Regions from separate parts of the Danio rerio genome. Here regions 2 and 3 are each linked to region 1. The links are chromatin contacts, called in public HiCAR-type and Micro-C maps. All regions are on one chromosome and are shown on one strand. The core of a region is the stretch at or near the end of the contact, and the rest is flanking DNA. Distances in the headings are between cores, read along the strand shown.

Region 1 (4,016 bases), core at 11-2,510:
TTCATAAACAATGGTGTCAGGACCAGTTGTAAGAAATGCACCAAAGCGACTGAAAAAAACTGTAATTAACCCCGAAAAAGCATTGCACTCACTACCAGCTTACTTTTGTGTTAGCGATAAGGAAAATGTTAAACACATGCAGCATTTATTTTTTTCTTTCTGTTTACTAAACTAGTCTGAAGTAACGAAAACAGGAGACATAGATGGCCAAACAAAAAGTAACTAAGGGTTATACAAAGAGTGGCCAACACAAAATACATTACTGATATGTGAGTCACATCTCACAGTCAATACACTACAATTGAAATAGAGCACTACAACATAAAAAATAGAGATTGATTTAAAATATCACTTACCTGTTTAATAATGTTTTGATCAGCTGTAGTCAGAAATTATGTTGTTTTAATCAGCTAAGAACTTATTATGCCTTCTCTGTCGCCATCTTGTGGATGAAGAACATCTTTTCTCCGCTCAATACTAGGCTAATGGCTACTGACGCTCTCAGAAATTATAAATATTTTGAAATAGGCACTGTCCTTATAAATAAACTGCATAGTTGGAATCTAAACAACTACATTCTCGACTGAAAAGCCTCAAAAGTACATTATGTTGTCCAACAGCAGCAATATTTGTCAAACTGTGGAGTGTACTTCTTGTTGAATGTAGGCGGAGTAATACACAAGGGTGAAGAGGCTAGACGAGTGGCAGAATATCGCGGCTATCAGGTAATCTGAAAGATCCAGACATAACTGTTGTTTAAATGGATATAGTTCACTCCAAAATAAGAATACTGTCATCTTTATTCACCCCTTGTTCCAAACTATTTTTGATGTTTTTTATTCTCTTAAAGGCACAAAAGAATATAGTCTGAAGAAATCATTTACTTTCATAGTATTAAATATCTGCATCCATGTTGAACAGAAACATCTCATAAATGTGTGTAAATGAAGATTACATTTTCATTTTTGGGAGAACTAACAGCTTCAAAATAAATTCTTTAATGTTCAACAGAAGAAAGAAACTCAAAAAGGTTTTCAAACTTTATCATTTTTTGGGAGTGAACTATTGCTTTAAGGCACAAGGCTGGCCACACCAAACTACCGATATATTTTGCATATTCTCTTACACTGAGAAGCGTATGCCATTGCCCACTTGATTGCTATGGTAAATCATAATTTCCATAGTTGGCAGCTGGTCACGTGACTTGGCCTGCCTGTAGCGGTTGGAATATTTCCCTGGCAGGTCACGTGAGCAGCTGCCAGTCAGGATTGAACTGTACAGGCTGCTGGTGTGCGTGCGCGCGCTCTGACGTGCTGCTCTCCTCTGCGCTCCTCTCAGCGCCTTACATGCAGCTATTGTATTCGCCACTGGATTTTAGCTATTCGCTTCGCTTTACCTTCCTTGTTTTCAGCGACGAAGGAATGAAGAGTCTTCCCAATAAACGGTAATATTTTTTTCTCGTTATGGCCATTTTATTTATGATTTCGCCATCATGGCATCTGCTTCGCTATTTATTCTTGCTGCTCTTGAATGTTGCATACCATAACAGAGATATTATGCAATACCCATTATAGCTATAGAAAGCATTGCAACGCCAAAAACAACGTGCCATTGTAAAGTATTCTCATCGTAATATATACATTTTTGCTGGTGTATAGCAAATACACCACATTTAGCAGCATTCGTTTTTTTGTGTGTGTTGGTGTCTTGTCATTGAAAATAAGCTATACGTAATTGGTAGTTTGAGCCATGATGATGACAAGACACAAAAGAAAGCAGCCACATTCACTTTTAGCGGATTTAAAATTGGATTTTTAAATATTGATATTCCAGACACATATGAGGCATCCCTTTGTGTCTGCATTTATAAAAACAGACCTCATTTTCACTGGCTGTGTTTACATGCACCATTTACTTGACTATTTTTGATTTAGTCCTTGTGGTTCACTTATGTTGCAATATTAGAGTATTCCTATATAATCTGCATATTATGATAAAACTTGTAATTATGCTTTGTAGGTATTAGGGGGCACTTTTGTGTTTTCATGATTTTAAATAAGTAGTAAATGAACAAACCTTTCATACTAGGATTGCATGATAACATTGCAATATTTTTTATTTTTTATTTTGCGATTTACATTGCAATATGAATACAATTTCACTAGATTAGTTGAATAACTATTTGAAAGAATTTTGGAAGAATTGAGATTCAATAATTGATTGGGAAGATTCTGTAGGGGAGTACTTATGCATAAAATATAAGAAACAATCTACAAGCGTAGATACATTCAATTAAAAAAAAAAATACAAATTAAATAAACAGCGTTTGGTTGTTTTCCAATGAGTCAAACTGTATTCAGGTATACAGAAATGTAATAATCAAATGTAAAATAATACTGCATGTCTTTGTTTTATAAACAATTCAATTGTTATCAGTTTGTCAAAGGACAAAAACACTTTTCTGCAAAATAATTAATTAAAATCCAGACTCAACATTGCGTATGCTCATGATGATGTGACTATTACGAATGATCACATTGCGATATGAATGCTGAAATGGAATAAATAGTACATACATTTGCATTCTTTAACAGTAAACACAGTACCACTTTGAATTCCTAGATGTAGAGTGCGAATTGCCTTAAAGCAATAGCAAAAAATAACAATATATTTTTAGGCTAAACCGTGGTCCTTAGTAATTCATAAAAAACAGGGAGGCTTTTGCTGTATTGTTCATCTAAACAGTTCTTGTGCTTATCCTGGTTTCTCCTGTACCGTATAAGAGAGCCGTAAAAATGTCTGCTCATATGTTTGGAGAATTTAGAGAATATTTAGAGGTGAAAGGGACAAAATCTTTCACCGGGACATCACTTAATAAATGGCTTTAGATATAATACATTTGTACGGTACTAAGAGCATATGCATTTTACTGATAAAAAGGCCCAAATATAAACCTTTGAAAATGGTACCATCCCAGTGGGGTATATGCACAGCTAGTGTTTTTCAGCCAATGATAAACTTTCGGTTAAAGCTTAATGTGACTATTTTCAATGTCATAAGGTTCCTTTTACAGCATCAGTGTTGTAATTAAAGTACATTCAGTTAGATAGACTTAAGTGTTCATTTAGTTGTTCAGAAATAAAACGAGATGAACAACGAATTGCCGTCAATACCAGCAGGCAAGCACAGAAACTCTATTGAAAATACTGGGGTAAAATAAACTGTCATATTTTAAAGACATGGAGGAAATGGTAACATGGGATTTAATGCAGTGCTTCTTGTCTGATCTGAGACCTCACTTTATATATATATATATATATATATATATATATATATATATATATATATATATATATATATATATATATATATATGTGGCTGATTCCAGGGTTATGGATGTGACATTTGCAGTAAAAATTCAAAACATAAATTCGCAGAGAAAGTATACGTTAACATTATATTGAACCATCTGTTTATATTTTCCAAAACAACTAACCACAAAGTTATGGGATCAAAAAAATTCAATCTGTGAACATTTTTATACTTTAAATGAGGAAAATAAACAAGCATTATGGATGTGACAAAAAAAGTTTGTGAGTTTACAGTATACAACATATTTCGTAGAAATTCTGTGAATTAAACTGCACAACCCAAAATAAATAATGCTCAACAAAAGGATAAGAGTTGGCTCTTTATAGAACAAAACTGATTGATTTTATTTTTTTTTTGACATGTTTGCATTTTTGAGGGAAAAGCTTTGTTATGGATGTGACACTTTTTCGTTATGGATGTGACAGATGTGAAATTGTCATTTGTTTGACTTTGGTAAATCAAATATAATAGTTTGAAAACATTGACAGCGACATTTTTAAGTATTTTTAAAGTACTGTAAAACACTTGCCTGCGCAAAAAATGTAGAAACGGTTTCGCTATTTTGGTGAAAACATTTTTCTTTTCATGGCAAGGTTGACATTTTCATGGAATTGCTCATATATATATATATATATATATATATA
Region 2 (4,054 bases), core at 194-2,693, 130 kb before region 1:
GTGTTCATTCATTTCCATAACAATTTATTACACCTTTTCAGTCTGGCGTTTTATTATTTATGTAGCCTATATACATTAGCGTGTTTTGTTAAATAATATTTTATTTTTATTATTTTTGTGTTGAATACGTGATCGTCGTGATCCATCTAAAAAAGAACTGGGCTGCTTTTTAACGCGAGGCTAAATCCCTGTCTGGTTTCACATGAGCGGGCGCGCGCGCGCACACAATGGGTCACCACAGTTGTCGTGTGAGGGTGAAATTTCAGCACGGTGTCTGTCTGCATTCACTGGAATGCGATTGCAACCCCCTTTGTTATGGTGAGAAGCTGGAAGAATGTACCGTCAATTAAAATTCCTCGGGCTGACCTGTTGCCAAAAGGTATTTTAAAGCTGGGGCTATTTGACTAAGAATGCGCGTCGTCATTGGCGAGCAGGTACTCATCAGCTGAGTGCGCATTCAAGCACAAACCAGCAGTGAGCGCTGCACTTTCACAATATTTCTGCATAATCTGGATCAAATCGGCTCATATTGCTGTTTGTCTGTGTTTCAGGATGTTCGAATAAGACGAGCAGAAAACCCGCAGCAGTTAAACTGCACTGCAGGTCAAAGCTTTGGTTTTGCCTAATGTTTTAAGCGCTTTTCTGCTCGTCAGTGCTGCGCAATTTGTTTCATTATAGATGCAATAAAAACATAAATTAATTGAATTTTAAATTAAAGCCTACTTACACATATATGTTATTAAAATTTCTTTATGTATTTCTTTATGTATTTATTTAGCAAAAACAGCATTGTGAGCAGAAGAGACTAACTAATTTTGCAGTTTTCAAACTTTTGACATACTGTATAATACTTTTTATCAATTATTATTTTAAAATATTATTTATTTATTATTTATTATTATTTTAATAATTATTACTGTATAATAATAATAATGATGATGATGATAATTCGTATAAATGAGGATGTTTTTCTTCATTACGTCTAAGGACAAATGTGTCCGAATCTACTTTATTATTATTATTATTATTATTATTATTATTATTATTGATAATAAACAATTGGCTAGATTGTAAAATCATTTCCCCGAATTGGACCTTTCAGAGAACGAGTAGAAAGACTTATATTTACTGCTTGTATTGTATCTGTTTTCTATTTTCTATAAGGTGTTTGTAATTGTTTCAAATCTTTCTTGATCAAAGTAATTTATAGATAAATAGTAGGCTGGATAAAATTGTGAGTGTCATAGAAGTTCTCGTTCAACGATTATTATTTTTTCTGGCTGGGTTTAAGCGGTTCACGGAAAAAAAATGAAGAGAGAGAGAGAGAAAAAAAAGATCCGACTCAAAAGAACCACTCGTTCACCAATCGGACATCGCTACTGGGTAAGGGGGGCGAGGGGCGGGTGTTAGTATAAATTTCCTCTCACTACATATTCTTTGCCTGTCCTCTGAACTTTGAGACAGCCACAAGCATCACTCAGAGATATGCAACAGACTGGAAATTAAACAAAGCACCTTGTTAGTACAACAGAAAGTAAACGTCGCTTTCCACAAACCGCCTGCCATGGATGATTACCATGTATTCTGTGCATCTTGCCGAAAAACGGAGGAAACACGAACAACGGTAAGAGAAAGTGATATTGACTTGCATTCAGCACGTTTTAATAATTGCATAGTCGTGACTATTTAAAGTGTGATGTTGAGCATTAATGTAAAACTTTGGGGAAAGTTTGGAGAATCATCCTCAGTTGGAGACTTTGAGGGGTTTAAGTGCAGCCACTTGATTGTACCATTGATAAGGATAATTACCGCGTCTCCTCAGTACTTTGTGCTGTCTTGTATCTTTGCTTTTGTGATTAAAATCAGCACAATCACATCAGGAACATCTGTTTAAGCAGCGGATTTCTGAAGGGACTCACTGAAATTTGTTTTCATTTCACAGATGCGCTCACTGATAGTCTTCGTTCTGTCATTGTCCATGTTGATATCCAACGTAACGGCGGGGGAGACTCTCTGTGGCGGAGAACTAGTGGATACACTGCAGTTCGTGTGTGGAGAAGATGGCTTTTATATCAGTAAGTGTATCTCTCTGCTGGCTGTCAAGAAATGTAAACATTTACATAGCCATTTGTCTTGCAGTTGTAGGTTTAAGCCGAGCTGTCTTTCAAATGGCTTATTGTATATGTACATGAGCACTATTGACTCACAATTAGTGTATTAATGAGGAAACGTCCCCTTTATTGAGTTCTCAATGCAAGCCATTAGTGCAGTTAACAGTGCTGTTAATGTATTCGTCTTGGGTGGACTGGATTTGAATTAGTGTCTGCTTGTTTGCAAAAGATTCCTCTCTCTCTTTTTCTTTCCCTCATCCTCTGTATTCCTATCAGATGACGGTGGACTTCCCCCTTTTGTACCTCTCCTGCTGTTCTTTATCTTTTATCTATGTTTAGTAAGCAAACGGCAAGGTTAAAAGATCCGTTTTGCTAGCTATTCACACATCCCTGGGAACATAGAACAATATTTGCTTTTTCTGTTCTTTGCGACATTTCAAAGTCCTAATCAAATCCGTTGGCGTCCAAACTAAAAAGGGAATCACAAACAACAGGCACGAAAGAAAGGAATCTGTTGATGCTGTCTCCGATTTCAGAAATCTTAGGAACATGCCAGCAGCCACATGTGGGATTTGGTGAAATATAAACAATAGGGTGTGAATTGGTAGCGTTGGTAGCTTTCCAGGGGAACCCCGGAGTTGATCGCTTACCTTCTCTTCCCCCACCCAGGCAGGCCGAACAGATCAAACAGCCGCCGTCCTCAGAGAGGAATAGTGGAGGAATGCTGCTTTCGGAGCTGTGAGCTGCATCTGCTGCAGCAGTACTGTGCCAAGCCGGTGAAGTCGGAGCGAGATGTTTCCTCCTCCTCGCTGCAGGTCTTCCCAGTGTCACAGGCTCTTCACAAGGTACATGAAGCTGCTTATCTCCCCCTCCCCCCTCCACCGAAAAGCCCAGCACAATGATTTTGCTGAACCCACAAACACAGACTCAGACTAGACAGGCTAGTCAGACACGCAGCCTGTTTTTATCATGCCAAAATCAATATTAACCATGTCTCCACTCTCAGAATCGCTGAGCGATGAGGAAAGCGGCACAGATCATCAGAAATCTTTATAGACTGCATTAAAGATGATGTAGGAACAGCACTGAGGGAGATAGTTAGTTGCACAAACAAAAGGCCATGGTAACACCATAAAACTCCACTGGACAGCATGCACAATGATGTCATTATTCCAAGCACCAAAACAAGTACAAGTGTTGTGCCGCATTCTGGCTAATTTTTGTGCCATGTGCTCTTGGCATGGAAATATGTCAAGCGTTGGCAAGACAGTTGGCCAGCTGGCCAAGGCTTGGATTTGAAAATAACAAAAAACAAACAACCCAATAACAACACAATAGTCACCACCACTCGAGAATAGTGTATTTGCATATTTGGATATCGTTCAACAAAGAATCATTTTTTGTTCTGTGCTGGTAAAGATGGTGATATACAATTGTTACCTTTAAATGAACTACCCTAAAATTAGAATATATACTCTTGTAATATTTTTGACTTGTTAACAAATAAAATCATAAATCATCAAAACAGTTTAAAGTTACTGGGCCTGTTTCAGTAAGGAGGTTCAACCAACTCAGAGTTTAAACTTGAACTCTGAGTTGACTTACAGAGAGGTTAAAAACTTAAGAGTTTTTGGTTTCAGAACAGCTGATCTGAGTTAGGTCAGTCAAGTCTGAGTAGACCAATTCAGAGTTAAGCGCACACACGACTATAAAAAGACATCATCAATGGGGCGCACATATTACGAGTCACCATGGCTACAACTGAAAAAGAGATCAGAGATCAACTGAAGAAGAGATTTCTTTCTCCAGCTGAACTTGATGTGCTCATGCAAAGTTACAGCAAATATGAGCATATTTTAAAAAAGCAACACCACTGCATCAGCAAAACAAAGACAGTTAGCATTGGAAAACATACCTGCTTAAGTTAATACACAAGTTTACAT
Region 3 (3,997 bases), core at 1,164-3,663, 190 kb before region 1:
GAACATGAAATATTCTATGATACTTCAAGATAAGTGAACATGAAAGGTTTGGTTTTCAGTATGCCTCTATCTGTAAGTACTGAGTGAGGGAAGCACAAAAAAACATCCTTAGCAATTAGAACAAAACAAAAACAGCGGCCTAATTAAATTCGTCTCATGCTCTGTTTGGGAAGCATCAGTATTCATTGTGCTTCATTCTGGCTGACCAACATGCTAGGATGAAGAAAGGCATGAAGAGAATGTAGGAACACAAAATGTTCATGAACATACTCTCAAAGATGTGAACTGTTACACAACGTGCTTCTTGAGAAGCTGAGAGATTTGTGGCTTGTTTACCACGTGAGCTCCTTAAGATTACATGTAGAGGTTTAGTTCCTTAAATGAGCTTTTGGGTGAGAAATTAAAGGCACTTTCTTATACAATTCTGAACAGATTTATGTCCCAGAATTGTGTGAGTCATATGACCCTATGTTGTGCAAATTGTTTTCCACATCGTTGCAGTTGCTTTGTTTGGTCTTAACAATGATCTGCACACCTTTTATCTGGATCATTTATTGAGAACAACTTTATATTATATTATTCTACATCACATTTGACACAACCCTAAAAAATAACCAGTGTTTCTGCCAATATGAAAACATGTACAAAATGTAGTTAAACAATGGTAGCCACAATTCAACTGTGGTTTCTCTACAGTACACTAACATGGCAAAACCAAGCTATTTGTAGTGAAACTGTATTTATGCTAAGGGTAATACACCAAAAATAGTGGTACTAAATGGAAATTACACTATAATGTTTGCAACAAAAGGATGTTAAATCATAAATATAGATTAATTTATTAAACTAATTAGGATCATGCTAAACAATTAGTTATCAATAGTTATGTTCTTTTAAAAAGACTGATGGCTTTTGTTATCCAAACAAGGCTCAAACATGATTTTGCAATACCTGAAAAATACGTGTTGGAAACTCCTCACGATAAGAAACCTCTGCTATAGAAGTAATTTACTTGAAATGTAATTTCCTTTTTGTTTGTTGTTTTGTACAACGTTATACCAAATATACCAACACATGAATAAAAGAAGGATTATAAGTAGGCTATTAATAATATACTAACCAGAACCATTTTTAAACTTGAAACTATTTAACAACACTGAAGCAGTGACACTCAATACATTTAGCAAGATTTAACATGAAAATGAGCATTACATATTAAAGCACTGAAAATGTAGCCAATTTTAAGTGTGATTTACTCACCATTCGCTGTACAAATGCTGCAAATGACTAAAATAAATGTAGTTAAACAATGGTAGTCACAACCTAATTAAGGTTTCTCGACACTAGCATGGCAAAATATTTGTAATAAAATTGCATTTATGCTAATGGTAATACACCAAAAACAGTGGTTACTAAATTGTAATTACATTATAGACAAAAGGATGTTAAAACCTAGTTATAGATTAATGTATTATACTAATTAAGATCATGCTAAACAATTAGCTATCAATAGTTAAAATTACAGATGGCTTTTGTTATCCAAACAAATCTGAACCATGACTTAGTGTAATACATGATGAATTGCAGGCAAAACACACACAGTATATGTGAAATGTTCCTTAACATTGAACAAATAACTCCTCATAATAAGAAAAACATCTACTACTGAAGTCATTTACTTGTAAATGTAATTTATTTTTTGTTTGCTGTATTGTACAACGTTATATCAAATATACCAACACTATACCTAGGCTAGTAAAACAGTAAGAGGCTATTACTGATATACTAACCATAAACATTGTTAAACTTTAAACTATTCAACAACACTGAATCAGAGACATTCAATGCATTTAACAAGGTTTGCCATGAAAAAAAGCATTACATATAAAAGCACTGGAAATGTAGCCTATTTGAAGTGTGATTTACTCACCATTCACTGTACAAATGCTGCAAATGACTAAACTGACGAACACTACTATACAGGAGCGAGTGAAGCTCTGGCTCTTCATATTGGTGCTCTACTGTCTGTTTGTGTTTCTCAAGTCCCGGAGCGTTTTCTTTACCGCTAGGTCTCACGACGTCATCCTCAAACGTGGAGCAGTTCAAGTACAGGGCGCGCGCACTGTGCACGTGCACGGCTTAAACTCAAGATCAACAGACCCATGTCGACTGGATGCGCTTTAAAATGCTGAAACTGACAGATTCATTATATTATGTGGATGCGTTTACATGGTATGGTGTTGTTAAAACTATTCAAGAGGGGTCTCCACTACATTGTGTAATACTGTGTGCAGTCATTTTAGATTAACGTTGCATTACTGAACCTCCGGATATTCGTTGGTTCAGTAATCCCATAATTCATCCTCCATTGAAAGCCACTAGTAAGCATGTCAACGCATGCAGCTGTAAACAGTCTTTGTTTTGCGTTTGTAGCTTTTAAATAGGGTCATTAAATACATTCACACCGCCGCAGGCAGAACGCTCATTCCGCGTTCACTTCCGTGTTGGGAGTTCTGCGGGGCACGTGATGATGCTTTTACGCGCTTTAATTGGTTGCTTTTGCTGTTTCTCAAAGAACGTGCTAAGATGATGAAGGTCATTACTTAGTGTGTAATTAGCTGCAAAGCTACTGTAGTAGATACTATCATCACCATCACATTAAAGTAATTATTTAAAGCAAAATATCAAAAGCTCACCTACATAATTTTACAACCAACATATTATAGTCATATGGTCACTAGAAAGTGGGCGGGCTATATTTGTCTAGTGTGCTGTTGTTAAAGTACCAGCCGGGAGGAAAAAGACACGCTGCTATCTTAATCTGGATTCATCGTGCCATTTGATCGAATGCATGTCCCATCGCACCGTTAATCTGATCGAGATTTTAGGAAAGGTCGGGAGAATAATAAGTAACTACAATCAAAAGGCGGTAAGTCGGGCATATGGCAGTTTGACATAGATAAATTCGTCATCGTGGACGTAAATAACAGTGCGCTGGGTTAGCCGTAGCTCACTGAGTAAACACAGTGATGCAGATAACAAATCTAGATCGGGTCTGTGTTCAGCAAGGCTAGAACCAAAGACGTTTACGCTTCATTTACTATAGCATTCTCATCTGTTTGCCATCGCTAAATCACGTGATACAATTCGTGTAATATAGTGTTTGAAGAAGAACAGACGGCCACATCATCAGGTCTGTATGCATCGCTATGTGCAATTAGATCTTCCACTTTCTAGGTTAAAAGATGTTCTTTTAATATCTAACTAACAAATGGATATTGGTCTATTTAACATGTAATCACTCGAAGTGATTTGAGTATGAACTTGAATGGGTCAGCCAGTGTTGAGTTCTCAACCATGCTAGGGGTGTTAATATTACTGACTTTGCTTTAATTTGTGAAGTTAAATATTAATATGAGTTAAGCATGAAACCAAGCAGGTAACTGAATATTAGCTTGGAGTTGTTATTTTATTAGTGAGTAAAAGGGCAGGCTATAGCTTATACAGAAGTCATTGGAGTCATAAGATTTGTCTAAATAAGATTTGTCCAAATAACGTGAAGTAGAAAGTTATATTTTGTATGTTTAAGTTGGTCACTTGTTGTATCCTTTACTGAAGAATTTTGTACGTTTGCAGATTTTTTGATTCAGTATGGCAGAAGCTCATCAGGCTGTGGCCTTTCAGTTCACCGTCGGCCCGGATGGCATTGACCTTCAGCTCAGCCATGAGGCTCTTCGGCAAGTCTATCTCTCAGGAATACACTCCTGGAAGAAGAAATTTATCCGATTTAAGGTACCCTGATGGTGTTTCTTACATGATTCTTCATTGAAAGTCTTCTCAAGACTAATTTGGTGTATTAAAACCGGTCTAGGAGATTTTACTGTTGTTTTTCGATTGTTGCATTTCTACAGAATGGCATTTTGAATGGGGTATATCCAGGAAGCGCACCAGGGTTCGTGCTGGTGTTGGCAGGGTACCTTGGAAGGGCACAATATTT

What was found. A called contact is a pair of places that touch in the nucleus more often than the background predicts. HiCAR-type assays count read pairs that join an accessible place to other places.
Region 2: a HiCAR-type map of caudal fin shows a contact between it and region 1, with 6 times the contacts expected there. The contact joins the promoter of igf2a here to the promoter of si:ch211-288d18.1 in region 1. A contact is called at or near these places in 1 of 18 Hi-C or Micro-C datasets (caudal fin) and 1 of 4 datasets of contacts at active chromatin or transcription factors (caudal fin).
Region 3: a contact with region 1 is called in a Micro-C map of caudal fin, with 3 times the contacts expected there. The contact joins the promoter of mfge8a here to the promoter of si:ch211-288d18.1 in region 1. A contact is called at or near these places in 1 of 18 Hi-C or Micro-C datasets (caudal fin) and 1 of 4 datasets of contacts at active chromatin or transcription factors (embryo).

Annotation. Positions count from the first base shown.
Region 1 is chr7:50,836,224-50,840,239 of GRCz12tu, forward strand. It overlaps si:ch211-288d18.1, which reads left to right and starts at 1,261. Exons shown (of 14, transcript XM_681604.8): 1 at 1,261-1,444.
Region 2 is chr7:50,706,805-50,710,858 of GRCz12tu, forward strand. It overlaps igf2a (insulin-like growth factor 2a), which reads left to right and starts at 1,444. Exons shown (of 4, transcript NM_131433.1): 1 at 1,444-1,624; 2 at 1,943-2,075; 3 at 2,781-2,956. The coding sequence starts at 1,565.
Region 3 is chr7:50,640,518-50,644,514 of GRCz12tu, forward strand. It overlaps mfge8a (milk fat globule EGF and factor V/VIII domain containing a), which reads right to left and starts at 2,414. Exons shown (of 10, transcript NM_001014299.2): 1 at 1,931-2,414. The coding sequence starts at 2,009. It overlaps cpt1aa (carnitine palmitoyltransferase 1Aa (liver)), which reads left to right and starts at 3,652. Exons shown (of 18, transcript NM_001044854.1): 1 at 3,652-3,792; 2 at 3,912-3,997. The coding sequence starts at 3,652.